2 separate regions of the Gossypium hirsutum genome follow, and region 2 is linked to region 1. The links are chromatin contacts, called in public Hi-C maps. All regions are on one chromosome and are shown on one strand. The core of a region is the stretch at or near the end of the contact, and the rest is flanking DNA. Distances in the headings are between cores, read along the strand shown. Region 1 has its middle 44 kb from the start of LOC107886758. Region 2 holds the start of LOC107886751 (pentatricopeptide repeat-containing protein At1g03540).

Region 1 (3,783 bases), core at 648-3,147:
CAAAAAAAGAAATTTTTTAAATCAAAGTAATGTTCATTTTTGTTCTCGATGATTAAATGGCGTTCATTTTTTAAATCAAGATTGTGTTGTTTGATTGAAAATAGTTATCAAAAAATTTATTATTGAAAAATAAATTATTTTTCTTAAAAAGCTTATATTTTTTAGTGTTTAAATGATTTCACATAAAACATTTTCTATTTTCAACAAAATTTTATATTTTTGTTGCTATGAATGTGTAAAATTAGAAATAGAAAATTGTGTTTGTTTAATTGAAAATAGCTTTTAGAAAATGATTATTAAAAAATAAGTTTGATTTAAAAAAAAACTTATATATTTTAGTGTTTGAATGACTTCACAAGAAACATTTTCTATTTTTTAACAAAAGTTTCTAACATTTCTACATAGGTTATTGAAGAAAATAAATTGTCAACCATCATACTTTATAATCTAATCTTGAGAGTTGGCTACTACAGATTGGCTACTATAAAATGCTAATTATATGTAGACAATTCATTTTGTGTAAAGCTTGCAATTTCAGTTAAGATTTTAAAACTTTTTAGGTATAATTAATTCGAATTATCAATTTAATTCTAAAATTGGAATGAAAATATGAGCTAAATTGAATTTCTTTTGCCTTAAATTTTAAAATTTTAAAGTTGAATTAAGTTAGATTTAGTTAAAGTTTGGTTTCAATGAATTTGAAATTATTTCAAATTTAATTTACTTTAATTTTTAAAATTTTTTTAAAAAGGGAGAGAAAAGCAATGGAAGATTCTGGTTTCTATGGCGATGTTGTCCTTTGTTTTGATGGGGATCGGAACACAAAGAAAGTCAGATTTAAGGATGGAGTTGAAGAGGAGACTGTTGTGATGGCTGTTGTTCTAGATCTGCCTCCAAAACTGTCGTGGAAGGACATGCTTTTGGGTGAAGCTTCTCACTCCATATCAGATCGAAATGGTTCCTCTGAGGGAAGTGAAAACGACTTTGACTTTCTATAAGGGGACGTGAGTACAACCATGGTAGACAGGATGCCTACTATTGTTTTCTCGGATCGTATTAAAAACATTCTTTTCAAAGAAATGGATTTAATGATTGTTCTTAAGCTTTTAGGCCGTAATATCGGATACAATGCTCTCCATAACCGTATCCTTAGTCTTTGGAAACTTGCTATATCTTTTCATCTTATGGATACTGTTAATGGTTATTTTTTGGTTAAGTTACAAGATATTGGTGATTACAATAAAGTCTTAACCTAAGGCCCTTGGATTATCTACGGGCAATATCTTACTATCCAACCGTGGATTAAGGATTTTAACACATTGCAGCCATATCCCCTTGGATCCGACTGCCGGGGCTTCCGGGATACCTGTACAATTGAAAAATTATAGAAGCCACTGGCGGTCTCATTGGGAAAGTTGTTTTTATTAATCTTGATAAACAGTTGATTTTTCAGGTGATGGTGGACGGAACCGTTCAACAAGTTGAGTATGAGGCTCTGCCAACGGTGTGTTTTACATGTGGTAAATATGGCCATGTTAAGGAGCTTTGCCCGACGGTTATGGTGGATCATACTTGGGAGCAACCGACGAATATGGTGGTTGAGGCACAAGGTGGCGTTGGTGGCATACCCAATGCTGCTAAGAGGCCTGAGTTCAGCCCGAGGATGCTGGTTGAGTGCAAGGCGAGACGTGGCCAACGCGTTCATCAAGCTAATGGTGCGGAAAAATATGAAATGTTTCTTCTAAGTCTAGTCTAGATTCTCAGCGCTCAATCAGGTTGGGGATTTGAGGTGTGATTTGAGGGTGGTGAATGAAGATTTTATGCCGGAGAAGGTGGGGGAGAGAGGGGTTGTCAGTGATGGGAGGCTGAAGGTTAGGGTTAATAAGGGTGTTAAGGAAAATTCTGGGTCTAATCTTGAAGCAGGCCGTAAGAGTGTTTTGGGCTATGGAGCCTTTTTAGGTCCTACTAAGGGAATTTCATTGGACAACTTAGGGGATAATCATTTGGGCCAAAAATCTAATTTTAGCCTAGATAAAATTTTGGGCAAAAGACCTATGGAATTGTCGAGTAAAGGTAAAAGTAACGAGGGCCAAATTTTTAAATCAAACGCTAATGTTTCTTTTTTGGCAAACTTGTAGGTAATGAACAGGAAATTTATAAATTTATTGGAACGGGCATGGAAGGCGATAACCAAAATTCTTTAAATTTTGGTGTTTCAAAAAATATTACTTCTAGTAATTTAGAAAGGGTTAAGGCCCATTTTAATCCAGCTTTCGAAATGTTTGAAGGAGTTGAAATCCAAATTTTCGAAGGTGTCCTTGATCCCGAGAAACATTCTGCGATGTCTTTTAAGGAAAGTATTTCCTCCGACCAAGGGGTTAAATCTGGAATTGCTCAGTGAAGAAATCGGGATTAGACTTAGTGTCTAGTTCGAGTGTGGACAAATCCAATTTTATTAATAGAAATAGTGATTTTAAAATTAATAAAAACTGTGTAGCCATAAGAGTTCAAATGCTCTTCGAGGACGTGTGAGTCGTTTTAAATCTTCTGTTAGTGCACGAATCCCTTTACCAGAATCTATGGAGGTGATGGCAAATATTCTTTCTACTCATAATCCCAGTCAAAATGGTATTGTAGATTCGGGAGGCGCAAGTTTAACCTTTGAGGGGGATTTAGTCCCTCAGCAGTAATGGTATGTCTTCTAACCTTTCGTTTTTTATTATAAATTTTATAATTTTTTCTTGAAATTGTTGGGGATGTGCCAGTTTTAAATTTCCCTGAATTTTTCGAGAATATAACATGGAGCATAACCATATATAGTTTGTTTGCTTGAGACAAGAGTTAGTGGAGCTAAAGCTGATAGCATTATTGCAAAATTAGGTTTCCAGCGCTCTCATTGAGTAAAGGCGATTGGGTACTCTGGAGGTATCTGGCTTGGTTGGAAAGATTCCATTCGTGTCGAGGTGGTTCGTAGTCATCCTCAATTTATTCTTGCTAAAGTTTGGCAAATGTCCTATTCACGTCCATTTTTTATTTCTTTCGTTTATGCCATTCTTAATCGGCAAAAATGTAAGGATCTTTGGGATGTCTTAAGGTCTTTGATTCTATCCAGTCGTATTCCATAAATTGTTATTGGTGATTTCAACGCAATTCTATCTTCTTTTGAAAAGTTTGGTGGTATTACTAATGGAAGGAGATGTCCTCAGTTTGGAGAATTTGTAGAGAAAGCCAAGTTGCACGATTTGGGTTTTAGAGGACCTCTTTTTACTTGGCATAGAGGCACGCTTTTTGAAAGGTTAGACTGTAACACCCTAACCCGTATCCATCACCATACTAGGGTTAAAGGCATTACCAGACAAATTGAAACATTACACGAACAATTCATATTCATCATTCACAAATCAAAATCAAATATTACTATTGAGTCCCTTACATAGGTCATCGAGACCTAAATCACGCACTAGAAAGGGGTTGGGAATGAACTGAGTTCATACAGTTTTTTTCCAAAACTTAAAAATTTTCAAAATTGTACAGGCCACACGCCCGTGTGAACAAGCCGTGTGCCTTACATGGCATTAGACACGTTCGTGTGTCTAGGTCATGTCAAAATAGGGCATACATACTGACTTGCTCACATGGCTACAAGACACGCCCATGTGCCTTGGCCGTGCCCAAGACTGACTTACAATCGTAGGGTACCCTAGGGGACACAGGGCTGAGACACATGCCCGTGTATCTGCGCGTGTGAACAAAAATAGGCTATTTAAAAAGCCAATTTGCCAC
Region 2 (3,783 bases), core at 504-3,003, 400 kb after region 1:
TTGTGCAAGCCCCAAGAATTACGGCCCAAAGGGATGTATCGTCTCTAAAGTCTGCACTCTCTATCAAGTTTTCAGCTTCTTCCAGTAACCCAGCACGGCCTAAGAGGTTAACCATACAGTTGTAATGTTCAATTCCAGGTTTAATCCCATATTCCCTGGTCATTAAGTTAAAATATTTTCGGCCTTGATCCACCAAGCCAGAATGACTGCAAGCAAAAAGAACTCCAATAAAACTAATATAATCAGGCTTAATGCCTTCCTTGATCATCTCATCAAATATACTTAGAGCTTCCCCACCTCTTCCATTCTGAGCAAACCCATAAATCATCGAGTTCCATGTTATCAGATTTCTATTGGACATCTGCACGAAGATGCGATGTGCAAAATCGATACAGCCACATTTTGCATAAAGATCAACTAAGGCTGACTCTACGATAACATCTCTCCAGCCACCCCGTCTCACATACTGGCAGTGAACTTCTTTCCCTAGTCTTACAGCGGCTAAACCTGCACATGCACGGAGAATAGTTCCGAAACAATAGAGATCGGATACATCCATTTCCCTGAATATTCTAATAACAGATTCGTAGTCTTTATTCTGACAGTAAACACCAAGCAATGCAGACCAAGAAACCGAATTCCTTTTCGACATCCTATCGAAAATACGCTGAGACTCATCAATCAACCCACACTTTCCATACATGTCAAGAAGACTGCTCTCGACCACCACATTTCCACAAAGTCCATAGGTAATGACCTTAGCATGCACTTGCTTCCCTTGCCTCAACCTCCCTAAATTCCCACAAGCTGTCAATACTGTTCCAAATGTAAATCCGTCAGGGATCAACCCATGATTCCTTTGCATCAAATAAAAGAAATGCAATGCTTCCTTATACAAATCATTCCTCGTGAGAGAAGAAATAATAGAAGTCCAACAAATAGCATCCGGCTCAGGCAATTCATCGAACAACTGACACGCTTCTTTCAACTGCCAAATCCTCCCATAAAAATCAATCAATGCGCACAGAATTACACTATTCGAATCAAAACCACGTTTCGTAATCACCCCGTGCAAGCACCATCCCAGCCTCAACTTCCCAAGAACGGAACACACCTTGATTATAGCAGATAAGGTGAAGGCATTTGGCTCAACTCCCAAACCCAGCATTTCCGAAAACATTTCAAGGGAACACTCAGGTTTACCCGCTTTAATATACCCCGAAACCATTGAAGTCCACGATATAACATCTTTCACAAACAACCCATCAAAAACTCTCCGAGTTTCTCTAAAATCAGGACCCAACTTAAAATACAGAGCAAGTAAACTATTACCTACAAAACGATCAGTGTCGAGACCAGATTTAATGACGTGTGCATGGAATTGAACCCCAAGAGGAAAAGCTTGAACATTTGTGCAAGTTTGCAAGAGGGAAGCGTACAGAAATTGTTTATTGGAAGAGGAGGTTAGGGTAGGAACATGTAGGGTGTTAAGGAGGTGGATGGCGGGGACAAGTTGAGCTGACCTGCAGAAATGGAGGATTTGGAAATATTTGTCTGATGGGTGTTTAACGGAGTTGTTGGGGTTAAAAGAAGCCAAAGAGCAGCAATGGCGTTTAACGAAGAAGAGCTTCATCAAACTGATTAAAGAATGAAATGTGGTTCCCTTATGCTGTTGGCTTTAAATGTACTCTGAATTGATTTTTCTTTTTCAATCAAGGCATCCTCTGCAATAAAGATATTGAAAATGCAACGGTTCTTTCTGAAATAACTTACAAATTTATTTATTTTAAGGCTTAATGGTAAATTTGGCTATTACATATTTTGTATTTTGATTTTTTTTTCTTATCAATTTTTGTTATTTTTCTCGCATTGCTTTTCTTAAGAGATTTGATGAAAGTATCGGATAATAAATGATGTGAAATATTTTTAATGAGATGTAATTTATTATTAAAGTAATTTAATAAAATAATTATATATGAAAAATAATAAATATAATTATTATGATGCATGGAAATAACTCTTAATTTTTAAAAAATAAATGTAATTATTTAAAAAATGGTTTCAAAATGAATGCATATTTTTATTTACTTAAAGGTTTCAAAAAGTGCGCATTCATTTCGAAATATTTATTTAGATAATTACGTTTATTTTTTATATTGAGAGTTATTTTTAACTTTATAAATTATTTATTTTATTATTTTCCACGTGTAATTATTTTATTAGTTTATCTAAGTAATAAATCATATCTCATTAAAAATATTTCACATATAAAATTTCACATCATCCTGTGGGTACTTTCATCAAATCTATTAAAAAATAAATTGGAGAAAAAATATTAATAGCAAAAAAAACTCAAAAATACAATTAAGACTATCTTTAACAAAATATGTAAACATTAGTGATTAAATTTATCATTAAGTTTTATTTTAACCATTTCAACGTTTTCATTCTTAACAAGTATTATGAACAAACACATTTTGTAATTAGTCATTTATTTTTTAATAAAAATATTTAGTTAAAATTAATCTATAAGTAAACCAAAATTTAATTAAAATAAATAAAAATATATATATAAATTTTAATTTAAAAAACCATCATAAAAAAATATCAAATTATATCCATAGGTATGAATTGATATATAATTTAAATCATTTTTATATTTTCAAAATTAAATTCAAGAGTAAAATAAAAAGAATTAAATTATTGAATGTAATTAATAATTTTAAAGTTTATGTATAAAAATGTAATAGAAATATATTAACATATATTTTATTTTATTAAAAAATAGAATTATAAAAAGGATATAGATGGACGAATGAGGTAAAGGAAAATGATATGCTTAAATCAACAGCGACAGAACATCGATTGCCCCAACCTAATCGCTCCACTTCCTTCCTGACACCTACTTATTGCGACCACCTCTCCCCATATTTTCCTTCTCTATACGTGTACGGTCAACATTCAGATGCCGCACACGTGTCTTAAATCTAAAGGGATACTTAAACATCGAGCAACTATTTCCCTCGATCAAATGGTCAGAATCAGACACCCAAAGTTGCTCGGCTTTTAACCCTCCCCCCCCCCCTCCCTCTTCTCTTCCCCTTCGCCTATATATATATTTTTGCCCCTCAAACTCAACAATAGAAATAACTGTCCTCTCTCTCCTTCCTTTTCTTAACAGCTAAGTACTGTATATAACTGTTTAAGGGTACTGAGTTGTTCAACTCGGAGGTTCACAGCCTTGGGCTAGTCAAGTTGAAAAAGAAGAAGAAAAATCATGGTATGTTTCTGTTTTCTGGTTGATCAGACAAAGAAAGTGAGCAAAAGAAAGCCGGCGGCAGGGTTTTGCTCGAGGTGTGGCGGAGGGGCAAGTGTAGCTGATATGAAAACGTGTACAAGGTTTTGCTACGTGCCGTTTTACTGGAAATCGTGGAAGGCAATTGTATGCACTTTTTGTGGAGCCATTCTTCGATCTTACCGTTGAATTCATGGAATACTTATGTTTCTGCAACTTTTGTTTTTATTATTTTTGCAAGGTCTAAGTTGGAGACGAACTTCATTCTTTCATAATTAGATCAAAGGAGAGCGGTGTCCTCCTCCTCTATCATCCGCAGTTAACAAAGCTTTTATCTATATAAACATAGCACTAGCAGTATATTAAAACAGGATTTTACTACAGATTGATCTGAGATCTGATGGATGAGCTTATGAGTCATCGTTTCCAATGACTGGCTCAAAAGGACTTTATTGTTACAGATTTGTACTTTGAACTGTAAATATAAG

The links. Hi-C and Micro-C count contacts between places; a contact is called where the count stands out from the background.
Region 2: a Hi-C map of leaf shows a contact between it and region 1, with 2.3 times the contacts expected there. The contact joins the promoter of LOC107886751 here to the enhancer-like site in region 1. A contact is called at or near these places in 2 of 34 Hi-C or Micro-C datasets (hypocotyl and leaf).

The regions. Positions count from the first base shown.
Region 1 is chrA03:106,075,189-106,078,971 of Gossypium_hirsutum_v2.1, forward strand. No RefSeq gene overlaps it. Among protein-coding and RNA genes, the nearest start is that of LOC107886758, 44 kb to the right of the region's middle. Within about 2 kb of position 1,898, at least 8 of the 9 cell types and tissues checked have an H3K27ac peak or open chromatin away from gene starts, as enhancers often do. A contact at or near this core is called in leaf, where this site is marked.
Region 2 is chrA03:106,470,803-106,474,585 of Gossypium_hirsutum_v2.1, forward strand. It overlaps LOC107886751 (pentatricopeptide repeat-containing protein At1g03540), which reads right to left and starts at 1,754. Exons shown (of 2, transcript XM_041100968.1): 1 at 1-1,754. The coding sequence starts at 1,633. It overlaps LOC107886749, which reads left to right and starts at 3,053. Exons shown (of 1, transcript XM_016810801.2): 1 at 3,053-3,783. The coding sequence starts at 3,278. The coding sequence ends at 3,484.